Linked DNA regions of Mus musculus: all the other regions are linked to region 2. A link is a contact called in public Hi-C, HiChIP or PLAC-seq and Micro-C data. All regions are on one chromosome and are shown on one strand. The core of a region is the stretch at or near the end of the contact, and the rest is flanking DNA. Distances in the headings are between cores, read along the strand shown. Region 1 has its middle 57 kb from the start of Gm43464. Region 2 holds the start of Trim45 (tripartite motif-containing 45). Region 3 has its middle 24 kb from the start of Gm40107. Region 4 has its middle 11 kb from the start of Gm43464.

Region 1 (3,382 bases), core at 39-2,538, 170 kb before region 2:
GGAATGACGAACAGAAAAGGCTCATTTACAGATGGCTTTTAATAGCAGTCACAAAGGCCTGGGAGGCAGAGGAAAGATCTACTCTCTTTCTCTACTACCACTTAGTTCTAGGTGACTCTGGGGATCCATGGGGTTAAAAATTAACCTCTTGTCTCTAGCTTCCAGGAAGGCCCGAGGTACTTGTCTACGTTTTCAGATTACCTCCTGAAGAGGAAGGTTTCAAGGAGAAAAGAGACAGTATTTATCAATTGCTTAGTGGTTCCTATTGAAGTCAGAAACACACACACACACACACACACACACACACACACACGCACACACACGCACACACACATTTGCTGGTAGAAGGAGGGCAGGGACCTGAGAGCTGGCCTGTGCTCACCCAGCAGGATGTGGAAAAATTCAGCTGGCTTCTTTTTATAGTTTCAATCATCCCTGGTAATGAAGATTCTGCAATTAGAACTCAGCTGGCAGTTATGTTGGGGATGTGTGCAGCAGACTAGGATCCTGGGTCTGCAGGGGGCAGGCCTGTCTGTCAGGACGACATGAAGGCGCCCCTAGAACAAGGAGTGCGAAGTGAGGACAGAGCTATTTTTGCAGGCCACTTCTTAGCTGTCATCACACCTCAGATAAAGGTCCCGCTTGGGTATGACAACTTTTACATTTTTATTAAGCCACATCCATTTGCAACTATCTGTCAAGATGGAGAGGAATATTATTAACAGAAGGTTAATAAGTCTTTTATCGAGGCACCCCAAAACATGGAGTTTAGGATGATTTCACTGGGCATTGATTAAAATTTGCTTAGTCTGTGAAGACAGAATTTGTTGAAAGGTATTCTAAGAGGATTAGCCTAGTTAAGAAGGGAAAGTGTGGGTCAGTCAATGAGACAGCTCACTGAGTAAAGGCACTTGCTGCCAAGCTACCACAGGGACCCATGTGGTGGAAATAAAGAATTGACTTACCCAAGCCATCCTCTGATCTCCACAAGTTCTCTGCAACCCACTCCCAAAGAAATAGAAATTTAAACTAAGTTTTAGAGACGGTAAACTTTTAAAGTACTTAAGCAGAATGAAAGACTAATTTTTATTGAACACCTGCTATGTGCTAGGCCCTAGCTAAATCATTTGTATATTCCTTATCCACATCCTACTTAGCTTATTAGGTGGCACTTTTAGATGCTCTGTTTTATAGGTAAATGGTCACATTGCTAAGAAGTGGCAGGTCCCAACATTGAAGCCAGCCAACTGATTCAACTGTTCCTTCGCTGAAGTATGAGGCAATAAGCTGGTTTTAGCCAACTCATCTGCTTACAAAACAACTCTGGCATGGCGTCGCTGTTAGCAACCGGAGCTGTCAGCACTGATTTTTAAAGTATCTTTGCCGTAAAGGATGGAGACGCATTTATTTCTTGATGAATTATTAAGTGTCTTTCTTATGTTCCTGATTCCTTCTCTATTGGATTTAAAGCTCTTGCTAAACCTCCTACACTCTGACAACCAAAATTATATGATCGAAACAGAAAAGACATCTGCTCAAATTGACGTTTCCATCCTGGCAAACCTATCTCGAGCGCCACAGGCTGCCATTTGACTTCCATGTCTGAATGTTTCCTATCCTCCCCAGCTGTGAACTCCGGGTCGCAAGCAAGCTGCAGACCTCTAGGTATGGGCAGTAGAGACGGTTGGAAAACAGAAAGAACAAAAGTCAATGCTCTCGAATCTAACAATCTATGCTACACTTCTGAAAGGAGGGGGGTCACAGGGAGAAGCTCGCTCATGGAAATGTGAACTACCTCTTCTCTTATGAGAACTGTTGCTCTGCAAATGTTCAAGGTTCCAGAGAGTGATGCTGTGATGTTGCTGTCATAAACATGACCTTGCTGTTGGGGGGTGCTTGGAGCTGTTCTGTGGGACCTTGGAAGGTGATTGAGAGAAACACACGTGATGGAGGCCTGCCTTGTGACATTTGAGAATTACCTCAAAGACTCTACCATGTGATGTGTTTTCAGTTAGCAGTCTTGAAAGTGAGATATATTGCTGATTAGCTGGGGCTGAAACATCAGCTGTGATTAAAAGCCCAGTATCACTGAGGCAAAAATCTGAGCTGTGTTTCCCCAAGGCCAGCACTCAGAACCTGGCAGTCAAGGTTGTAGGTATATTGCAAGAACGTGGCAGATGTGCAAGCATCTCCCACATGGAACTGGTTTTAAATTCTCGAAGGAGTCATGAGAGCAGCTGAAGGTTCATGCTCTGTTCTGGGGTAGAGACCCTGAAGGCAGGCCAGGTGCGGCCATTGGTGGAAGGAAGTGCAACCTCAGCTGCAGGGAGGCCTGCAGGATATTAGAGATGCCACAACCATGCGGTATCTGCCAAGGACAGCTGTGGTGAGGGTTTGAGCCTACAAGACATGCTGTAGGTGACAAGGATGGCAGAGCCACCAAGGTGGGACTTCTCAATCTCTTTTGGTCCCAGAGGATCATGAATAAGTCTCAGACATTGAACACTGAGGTATTTTGGGTTGTTTCCTGACAAAGTCTCACTATATAACCCTGGCTGTCCTGGAACTCACTACGTAGACTAGACGGGCCTCAAACTCATAGAGATAGATCCACCTGCCTCTGCCTCCCCAGTGCTAAGATTAAAAGCATATGCCACTGTGACCAACCCTCGACACTGAGCTTTATACACTGTGGACTTTGTTTTTGCTTACGTGTGATTTCTTCTATGCCCTGGTGATTGATATATATATATGTGTGTGTGTGTGTGTGTGTGTGTGTGTGTGTGTATACATATATATATATATATATATATATATATATATATATGAATGAATGAATGAAATTTGTTAGAATGACTTACAGACTGTGGTCCAGCTAATCTAACAATGGCTGACCATGAATAGCTAAGAAAATCCAGGCTGCTCAATCCATGAGGCTATATGTCTCAGCTGCTCTTTAGTATATGCTAGAATCCCAAAGACATAGGCTCCAATGTCAGTGAAGGAATAGATGTGCTAGCAAGGTGAGGGAAAGCAGGCAAAGAACAAAACTGCCTTCTCCATTGTCCTTATATGAGTTCCCAGCAGAGGGTGTGACCCAGATTAAAAGAGTGGGTCCTTCCCCTGCCTCAAGATCTGTGTCAAATTCTTCCTAACTCAAAGATTCAGATTAGAAGTAGGTCTTCCAACTTTATATTAAGGAGCAACAACAAAATTCCTCACAGGGGTGCCTGCCATTATTGGGCTTTCATTCTAGACACAGAGTGACAATCAAGAATAGGCATCGCACCTGGCCTGTTGAAGTTAAGTATGGTACTTGGTTTTGATGTCCATAGGAGATCACAGTTAAGAGCACTGAGGTTTTTAAAGCATTGGGATTTTT
Region 2 (3,395 bases), core at 777-3,276:
GCTGAGAAAGGGAAGGACAGAGGGGACTGGGCAGAATCTTAGGCATGACATCTTAAGACTGTTGTTCCCATCCCAGATGCTAGCTTGGGTTGACCACTCGACCCCTCCCAGGCAGCTCTATTATAAGCTGTTGGGAGATTAAATGAGATAATGCATATAAATTATACAGCACTCCTCCAACAGAGAAGTCAGAATACACCCTATGGGAAATATAATATATGGCATGAATAAGAGATAAGACAAAGCATGGCTAAGCACAGAGGAGGGCAGGTTCAGAGCAACACTATATAGCAAAGCCAAGTCCACACCGCTTTTGGAATTTGCTTCAGCATACTGCGGTGAAGCGAGGGGACTCGGCCAGGGCAGCGCAGGAGAGAAAGGCTGGAGAAGTCTGGGTAAGGACCACTTTCACTTTTAAGACCTTTGCCGACTCCTTACACTGGGAGGTCATGTGACTGTTATGTAAAAATGGCTTTTGAGCCATTCATTAGCAGATAACGTTTTTACTTATGCTAAAGTTAGAACCAGCTCTCGAGACCCTCACAATAAAGACCAAATCAGACCTGTGTGTGTGTGTGTGTGTGTGTGTGTGTGTGTGTGTGTGTGTGTGTGGTGTCTGTGTTCACACGTGTACCACAGACAGAACCCAGAGTCTCAACATACTAAGCAAATACTGGATCAGTGAGCTACATCTCTACTTTAACATATTTTACGAAGAGTCAGATAATTCTTTTTTTTTCTTTTAATTTCATCTTTTCATAGTTTGGGGCTCTTTCCACCGAAGGCCCATACTTCGTAAAAGCATAGGCTTCGACAGCTATGCCTATACTATGACATCTCTAATAAAGAGGTCCCTGAAACAGTGATGCATGGGTTGAAATCATATATGGAAGACTGTAAAGGAAAACAGTGAGATAGACAGAGGCTTACGCATCTGAAGAATGGGAACAGATAGCAACTACGGAGCCATGCTATTACAATTTTTGGATTCAGAGATCAGTCAGTGCCTTAGACCCCATGTGTAGGAAACAGTCTCCAAATGAATGAATCTGAGACTCTTGGCAAATTCTTTAAGGCGTCAAAGAAATAATTATGCTCAGGGACCAGGTGTGCCCAACTTTTTAACTAGTCGGACCTACAAGGGACTTGTCCCAGTGACATCCTCCACTGCCCCATTGTGACCAACCAGGAGCTCCCCTTGATTGTAAAAACAAATGCCAAACTTGCTCTGTAGGCCACCCCCCGCAACCCTGACAACTTCTGTTACTGTAGAATTCTGGTGAGGTGTGTCTCTCCGGTCTTGGTCTTGAATGATTCAAAGCAGCTTCCACCCGGGAAACTCAGTGGAGCTCCGCGGAGCAGCAGTTCTAAACTTTTCAGTTAAGTTTAGTTCTGGAACCAGACACGGAGGTACCCTTGCCCTGGAAAATGCCAGAAGCTAGCCAGCTGAGAGGGTTCTGGTTCCGAGCACGCTGTACGTAAGAGATTCCAGGGCAGAAAAAATACTTGGAAAACCCAGAAAGGAAACTGACCCGGTGGCCGCTGATTCGCTATAGCCTCTGCAACCGAGAGCCTGCCTACAACTTCCAGAATGCTTCGGGCTACACCTCGGCCGACTGACAGTACCACGCACCAATGGGAGAACCCTATCTGAGTTTGGGGTGGAGCCTCAGCGCAGGCTTTTCAACGATCCAGAGGCCTCTCCGGCGGCAGGAGCTCACATTCGTGACGCCAACCACATTACGCCGCTCACTCCCAGACTCCTCCTCCCGGTTCTGCACGAGGCCCTCCCTTGCTCCCTCTCCTTTCGCCGCGCGAGTGGCCGGCGAGGATGTGGACCTTGCTGAACTTATTGGATGACAGTGATGTCACTCTGGAGGACGACATGGCTCCGAACTGCGAGGCCCGCCCCTTTCGGACGGTGATTGGATTCTTCGGAGAATCCTGGTCTGGGATTGGTGTGAGGCGGGGCGACGGCTCTAGGGCCTCCTAGGCAAACCAGAGAGGCGGCTGCCCCTGGCCCCTCACTCTGGGAGAGCCCGAGGACCCACTACCTCATCGCCCGGAGGGCGCGCTTGTGGCGTGGTGGGGGCGGGAGGGAGGGTGACCTTGGAGGACAAGAAATGCTGGGGTCAGGGTGGTGGTGGCAGAATTAGCTGGGGACTAGCTCTAGAAGCGCTTGCGAGGAGGACGATGTGGGTGATCCAGGAGGGTGTGGCTGTGACTGGTGTGGGATGCAGTGGAAAGGAAGGGCCAAACCACAAATCCGGAGATCTGTGGATGGTTCCTCAGAGGCGTTCTCTTTCTGGTTGTCCTTTTACTTGGCAACACGAGAGTCCTCATGGTCAGTGTTCAAGATCTTGGAACTCTGTCTTTGAGTAAATCTAACCTGCATTAGAGGACTGCGCAGGGCCTTTTGTGATACTGGGTACATACGTGGGGAAGATGTCAGAAATCAGGAAGCCGCTTCTGGGTTTCGTGCACAAACTCCAAGATGCGAACGCGTCTGGAAGCTCAGGCAAGACTCATTGTCCTACATGTCTGAGGCTTTTCAAAGTCCCCAGGCTCTTGCCTTGCTTGCACACAGTGTGCACCACGTGTCTGGAAAAGCTGGATCCATTCTCAGTAGTGGACATCCGTGGGGGTGACTCAGATACAAGCTCTGAGGGGTCAGTATTCCAGGACCCCGAGTTATGTAGCCTGCAGCCACAGATCGGCATCCTCTGTCCGGTATGTGATGCTCAAGTGGACCTGCCCTTGGGTGGAGTGAAGGCTTTAACGGTAGACCACCTGGCCATGAATGATGTGCTGCTGGAGAACCTGCGTGGGGAAGGCCAGGGCCTGGTGTGTGACCTGTGCAGCGACAGAGAAGTAGAGAAGAGGTGTCAGACCTGCAAAGCCAATCTCTGCCACTTCTGCTGCCAGGCTCATAGGTAAAGAGGGAGTACCCCGTTTATTGTGGCGTAAGAGTAGAGTGCAAAGAAAGCAAGACACAGATCCCTTTGGTGAGCAGGTCAAAAAGAAGGCTTTCGCAGACACTGTCAAAGTGCAAAGAACACTGTGCAAACAGATCGCAAGCTCTAGAACGGAGGTTAGCACCGCTGACCTGATAGCTGTAGTAACAAAAGCAGGGCAGGTTTCGGTTTATAGAGCACCTTGAGTTTTCTTCTATCACCAATTGTTTAATCTATTGAAAACGGACCGTGTGCTGGAGAGAGGATTACTGTGCTAGCATACACCCTGCGCTTGATCTCATCTGATCATTGTAACTCTTACCGAAAGGTGGGTGCTACTTCACCCCTCTTTAGTAAATGAGGAGATGGAAGCCCAGCAGTGGTTTGTGTTTCGCCCAAGTCCCACAGCTGGTAATCATGTAACTGAACCGAATCCTCAGT
Region 3 (2,998 bases), core at 293-2,792, 130 kb before region 2:
ATTTAGAATGTCTTGCGATCCTGATTGAGCACCCAAAGGATTTGTTTTGTCCTTCATTGTGATTAGTAGATGGTTTTATGTTCCTCAATTATGATAAATTTGTTTTTGAAACTCATTATAATATTTAAATTGATCATTATCACAAATGGGTGTCAGTGCTTGGCTGTCAGTATTTTTCTTTGGGAAGAAATGAATAAACTAAAATTATGAAATTAATAACCTTTGAGTTTCTACTTTAACTACAGCAAGAGGAAAAAACAGAAAATGATTAAGTATATTTTGAACCAAATGTGAACTCAATCATTTATTCAATAAACATTTGTTGAGTATCAACCATTGGGCTAAGTGCTTTGAAGGGCGTGATGGAGAGTAAATCACATTTCCTGCATTCATGGAAGTTATAAATGGGAGGAAATAAGACAGATGAATAAATAACTGTAATAAAAGTAAAGTGAACACAAGCCTCAGATGACAGAATGCTTTGGGAATCAAGGGGGATGGGTACAAGTTCAGCCAAGAAAGAAAAAATGCCAGAGAAGTCGGTGTGTGATCTATGGGGTGGAGAGTCCAGCTCCAGAGGGGAAGAGAGCCGTGGATGGCTTTAGGAAGGAGATGTGGCATGGGTTCGCTGTGTTATGGGTTGCTGTGTTGTGGAGAAAGCACAGGCTTTGCTTAGTGCAGTAGCAGCGGAGGTGGCTTAAATGATGTCTGAAAGTTGAGCCAGGTATAAGACTGCAAATGCAGGCAAAGCTCCAGATTTGAAAGTTGTTCAGGAAGCAGAATCAGCCAACCTTGGGGATCTGTAGAAATGAGGCGGAGGCACAGATGGGAGGAAAAAAAAAAGCCCAAGAACTCAGGCTTACAGTGTGCAGAGTGCCAGTCACACTCAGTGCAGAGCATGGGATTCTGAACATATAGTGTCGCTGGAGGGTCTGGACACGGGCTTTCCCCCTGACTGTGGACATTTGCTATACCTGAGGAGCGCTGCAGTGGAAACAGAGGTCACCAAGACAGTGTTAATAGAACAGAGGTGCCTGAAGTTGTCCCTTTGTGAATCTTCTGTAGCCAGGGGCCAGGAAAAAGAGGAGAATCCTGAGGCAAAGCTCCTACTGTGAGCTATGAAAGTCTCTATTCTCTCAACAAAGATTTTTGGAACTTACATTCTAGTGCAAAATTATGTACACATTTGACAAATGAACATATGAATAAATGTTATCAATTTTTATAAGCCAAAGTGAAACTCAAACAGGATAAATCTAGAGAGCAACTGGGATTTGGGATGGTGAGAGTTGAAAAGATTGGTTAAGTAAGAAATTCTCTAAAAAAAGAAGAAAAAGAGAAATACCCAAGTGCCCATCCTGTGGCAATCAAGGCCAGGTGGCCACATGAGAGATATCCAAGCATCTGACGCCATTATGATGGGTGGATGTGTGATAGAGATAGGAGAAAGAGGAAGTACATAATGGAGAGATTGGAGAGAGTGTGAATCTAGTGGTTAGTGCACTGTGGAGAGCAGAGGAACTAGAGACACAATGGTGGTGAGGAGCCTGCTTAACCACCTGAGGCTATGATGGTGTTCTGGCCCAGGTTGCTTCTGAGGGCCACGTCTCAGACTGTGGTCTTGCCATAGCTGAGGTCTGTGTCATGTCAGTGGCCTGAGTTACCACTAAAGGCCATGTCTGGGCTGCCGCTTGAGATCACGTGGATGTCTGAAGGCTGTACTGATATGAGTGACCTGTGCCGCCACTTGAGGCCGTAATGACATCCAGGTCTCCAGGGTCTGTGTTGATGTCTGAGACTCCTGTTACCCTGAAAGGCCATGCAGATGTTTCTTGAGAGAGCTAGCCCTGTCCCTTTCCAGCTGCAGCACTTGGGAGTGCAGGCCCCACGTCTCTCCTGAGCAACAGTGAGCTGACTGAAAGGGCATAAACATGGAAGATCTGGCCTTGGCCCTTAACTGGGTAAAATGGGACAGTTGGTTCTGATGGTATGGGCATGGGAGAGCTGGTGGGTGGGCTGACCTACTCAGCTTCCCCCCCCCAGGCCCAGATCCAGGGCTCTGAGTTGGCCCACCCTAACATCTACCCCATCTATGAGCTGCTGGAGTTCCTGAGGGGCTCAGTCCTGCAGACCCAAAGCTTCAGTTCTCCATGACACAGGCAATAGTAGGATGTCCAAGATGAGTCCTGGTGAGGATCCAGTATTGATAGTGTAGCAGAAGCCAGAGGCTTCGAACCAGGCCAAAGACTCATTGCAATGAACACTTGTAGGTAAAGCTGTGTGGGCAAAGAGGCATACTCGTATGACACACTGTGACATACTGCAGTCTCCACGGTGAGATGGGTTTTTTTTGTTTTGTTTTGTTTTGTTTTGTTTTGTTTTGTTTTGTTTTGTGGGGAAGGTTACAAGGGCAGAGAGTGGATATGAAGGGATGGGGAAACGAATGAAGTTGGGGTAGATGATATGAAATTCACAAAGAATCAATAAAAATTTTAATTAAAAAAGAAGAAAAAAATCTCTGAGGACAGGACATTCGAGTAGAAACAGGAAGGTGGAGAGTTTCGAGAGAGATCTGGAAGGAGAGCTCCCCACGCAGGGGAAGGTTGTGTATTGATTCTGATTGAAGGAAGGCTCCAGGCCCAGGCCTGGAGCACAGTTAAAATGAGAACAATGGTGAAGAGGTCAGAAAAGCAAGCAGGACTGGGTGGAGAGGAGTGGCTTCTTCATCATGGTGCTGAAGGCCACAGTAAGGGTCCTGGTGCATTAGCGAACTCAGTCTCGATGTGTAAGGAAACTCACGGGGGCTTTGAGTAGGAGCGCGACATGAAAGGGCCCCTGGGTCCTTATAGAACATTACATGGAGCTTATAAGTAGAAGAGAGGGCAATCGGGAGGCTAGTGAACTGGTCCAGAGTGAGTAGCATGGGGACACATCTGAAAAGAAGTGACACAGATGGCTGGTGATGATACTTGTGGACCGTGAGGGAGGTCCCCAGATT
Region 4 (3,076 bases), core at 59-2,558, 220 kb before region 2:
GCAGCACTCTACTCTTAGTAGCTGCCAAAGGTGGAATGGGCACCTTGGTTTTCTGACCACTGACAGTCATAAGCTCTAACATCTGGGATGGAGGAATTACCCATGAGACTGTCCATAAATGAACAACAATACAAAGAACCAAGACTTACATTTAATAATTGGCAGTAATGGTTTCATGAACGTCTTATACCACACTACCAACTGTCAAGAGTAACCACTTGAGGCCACACAGTCCCAGCTTTAAATATTAAGCTCTAGCCGGGAGTGGTGGCACACGCCTTTAATCCCAGCACTTGGGAGGCAGAGGCAGGCAGACTTCTGAGTTCGAGGCCAGCCTGGTCTACAAAGTGAGTTCCAGGACAGCCAGGGCTATACAGAGAAACCCTGTCTCAGAAACAAAAACAAAAACAAACAAACAAAAAAGTTGAGCTCTGCTGCCAACTTTTTGTATGAACACAATCTTAATATCTTAATATATCTGTGCCTCAGTTTCCTCCTGGGAATCACTAGACATAGTTGATCCTACTTCCTAGGGTTATAAGGACCAATGAACAGTTAAAACCTATATAGCTCAAAGACACAGCCTGGGACAAGTATCAATATACTGATATTATTAGGAGAGATTTGTGTCAACAACACACACCTAAATCTTACTCTGCATCATAAACACACACACACACACACACACACACACACACACACACACACACACACACAAACTCTACATGTTACTCTAAATGCTCTCTAACCCAGTCAAAGCTGCCCTTCCACTCATGATGGGGGCCAAGAAAAAGGAACAACGGTGAAGAGTCTTTACATTCCATCTCTTTTAGAAAACCTCTAATTATAGAAATGAACACAGTCATCCCGGAGCCCCTTATTACTACTCTGTGAAACATGGGAGAGCCTTAGCAGCACAATACTTCAAGTAAACTCATGCTAGGTCTAACTTACCCAGAGAGAGGAAATGGCCCCTCCTGAGAGCTCACGAGGTACTCTGCCGCTGGTGCCTTGATTAGAATGCTCTAATGGGCAGCAAATTCCTTGCAGATCTCCAGAGGCCCCTCGATCTTTCCTACCCCTGAGCCTCTGCAAGCCCTTCCTGCCTGCAAGACCTACCTCCCCACACGCTCTATGTGGTGATGCTCAATTGCCACAGCCTATCTACCTTCAGCCTTCCTTGCTAAACTGGCAGCCTTACGAGAACCAGGAGGGCTGTTTCCTTCACTGTGCCCTTAGAGCCTAGCAAAGTGAATGACACATAGCGGGCCCTCCAACAATATTTGGGACATGAAAATAGACAGCCCAGCTATTGATAGCTGAGGACTCTACCACTTCAAGCTGTTTAGCTTAGAACAGACCGAATAACTTCTCAGATCCTCAGCCGAAATAACTTCCTTTTATGTTCTTGAAATGACTAAAAGATAGAGCAATGAGAAAAGCAGCTGGCAGAATGCCCAGAACAAAGTTAACGTTAATAGTTAATAGGCGTTTTAAAAAGCAGTCGAGCCAAGCGCACCCAAGCCTTTCATTTCCCTAATTTTGTCCCTTTCTCATTTAATAAAAATAGATGTTACAGTCATAATTGTCAGTATCAAGACCCCAGAACACAGGAGAGACGGGATGAAAGGGCAGAGGATACTGTGCTGCAGCTCTCAGAGTCTGACATGTATTAGTACTGAGTCATAAATATTCATTAGACAACTTGTAGAGGCCAGGAGAAGTATATAGCAAAAACGCTCAGCTGGGAGCTTGCCTTCATGCCTGCTCCTCTGTACAGAGTTTAACTCTGCACAAAACCAACAATTGTAGAACTAAATTGAAGTAAAAGATGTATTTTAAAGCTAAGCTAAACCTGCGCACCAATTACTCATTCAAGAAACTGATTCAAAGATACCGGAGTCACCGGTCACATTTGAAAATTTCACGTTTGTTTGCCTTCACTGATAATCGTTTGTATTTGTTTAGAATTAAGTATATATACCTAGCAGTTAACTTTGGCTCTCACCTATGCTTCTTACAACCTGGTTGTTTCCACTTCAGAAACGAGAAGACTTGGGATTGCCATTGAAACAATGGAGGGACTAGACTTAGTAGGAAGTCAGACTATCTGACTAGCTTGGACTCATCTCTCTGATGTTTTGAGTCTGGCTTGGGAGGCTAAGATTCCCCGTCACTAGTTTTTTTGGTTTGTTTATTTGTTGTTTGTTTTTTGGGTTGTTTGTTTGTTTTATTTTTTGGTTTTTTTCGAGACAGGGTTTCTGGCTGTCCTGGGACTCACTCTGTAGACCTGGCTGGCCTCGAATTCAGAAATTCGCCTGCCTCTGCCTCCCAAGTGCTGGGATAAAAGGCGTGCGCCACCACTCCCGGCTTGGTCCCTAGTTAAGCTATAAACCAGAGGAATCCGGAGGAGAGGGAGAGGGCCTGCTGGGTCACGTGACGTCAGGCTTGCAGGTCTCAGACTCTCAGCACGGGTGGGAGGGCACGCCCGTCTCCGCTCATTTAGGCATGCAGGTGCCAGCAAGTTTCCTCACTGAGAGAAACAGCAGATCCAAGAGGCTACTAAATAACAGAACAAGCTTACAGGAAAAGGGCCAGAACATACTAAGAGGCACCGGTGTCAGGGCTAGAGGATGTGTTCGCCTTGGTAGTCGCCCTTGCTCCACTGCGGTGCACATTCTCCTATGGACTGGCAGCCTTCTTGTCTCTCCTCTGAGGTGGAAAGGTGGGCTTGGGAAAGCAGACAAACGACCATTACATTACAGAAAATTCCAGCAGCCAAGATAACCCAAACATCGTCAACAATCCCCCTTCCTCTGACCTCACCTAAAACATGTTTGAAAGGGTACTCTTATATGTAATGACAAAATTATAATTTATAAAGCCTTATGTATATTTTAAAGATGCGTTGTTAACGGAAGATAATGAGGCCTATTCCCTAAATACCAAGCATTTACCCTCCTGCCTCCACACAACCACTACCTTCATAGGAAGATGAAAGAAGAAAAGAAGAGCCATTTCATCCCCCCCCCCCCCAAAGAACTCTGCAAACGACATTTTGTAACGATTGTGCATG

The links. Hi-C and Micro-C count contacts between places; a contact is called where the count stands out from the background. HiChIP or PLAC-seq counts read pairs in DNA pulled down with a chosen protein or histone mark.
Region 1: an H3K27ac HiChIP or PLAC-seq map of extraembryonic endoderm stem cells shows a contact between it and region 2. The contact joins the enhancer-like site here to the promoter of Trim45 in region 2. A contact is called at or near these places in 1 of 484 Hi-C or Micro-C datasets (embryonic stem cells), 6 of 115 datasets of contacts at active chromatin or transcription factors (embryonic stem cells, extraembryonic endoderm stem cells, stem cell-derived neural progenitor cells and 1 more) and 1 of 9 other capture datasets (embryonic stem cells).
Region 3: a contact with region 2 is called in a Micro-C map of the G1E-ER4 cell line, with 2.3 times the contacts expected there. The contact joins the enhancer-like site here to the promoter of Trim45 in region 2. A contact is called at or near these places in 2 of 484 Hi-C or Micro-C datasets (the G1E-ER4 cell line and mammary gland), 3 of 115 datasets of contacts at active chromatin or transcription factors (embryonic stem cells, extraembryonic endoderm stem cells and trophoblast stem cells) and 1 of 9 other capture datasets (embryonic stem cells).
Region 4: a contact with region 2 is called in a Hi-C map of the G1E-ER4 cell line, with 1.8 times the contacts expected there. The contact joins the enhancer-like site here to the promoter of Trim45 in region 2. A contact is called at or near these places in 10 of 484 Hi-C or Micro-C datasets (the 63-12 cell line, B cells, the Ba/F3 cell line and 7 more), 9 of 115 datasets of contacts at active chromatin or transcription factors (the 230-238 cell line, bone marrow-derived macrophages, embryonic stem cells and 3 more) and 2 of 9 other capture datasets (adipose tissue and liver).

Annotation. Positions count from the first base shown.
Region 1 is chr3:100,747,618-100,750,999 of GRCm38.p6, forward strand. No RefSeq gene overlaps it. Among named protein-coding and RNA genes, the nearest start is that of Gm43464, 57 kb to the left of the region's middle. Within about 2 kb of position 1,289, at least 22 of the 459 cell types and tissues checked have an H3K27ac peak or open chromatin away from gene starts, as enhancers often do. A contact at or near this core is called in extraembryonic endoderm stem cells, where this site is marked.
Region 2 is chr3:100,920,467-100,923,861 of GRCm38.p6, forward strand. It overlaps Trim45 (tripartite motif-containing 45), which reads left to right and starts at 2,027. Exons shown (of 6, transcript NM_194343.2): 1 at 2,027-2,933. The coding sequence starts at 2,446.
Region 3 is chr3:100,792,084-100,795,081 of GRCm38.p6, forward strand. No RefSeq gene overlaps it. Among named protein-coding and RNA genes, the nearest start is that of Gm40107, 24 kb to the right of the region's middle. Within about 2 kb of position 1,543, at least 9 of the 459 cell types and tissues checked have an H3K27ac peak or open chromatin away from gene starts, as enhancers often do. A contact at or near this core is called in the G1E-ER4 cell line, where this site is marked.
Region 4 is chr3:100,701,978-100,705,053 of GRCm38.p6, forward strand. No RefSeq gene overlaps it. Among named protein-coding and RNA genes, the nearest start is that of Gm43464, 11 kb to the left of the region's middle. Within about 2 kb of position 1,309, at least 62 of the 459 cell types and tissues checked have an H3K27ac peak or open chromatin away from gene starts, as enhancers often do. A contact at or near this core is called in the 230-238 cell line, the 63-12 cell line, B cells and 4 more, where this site is marked.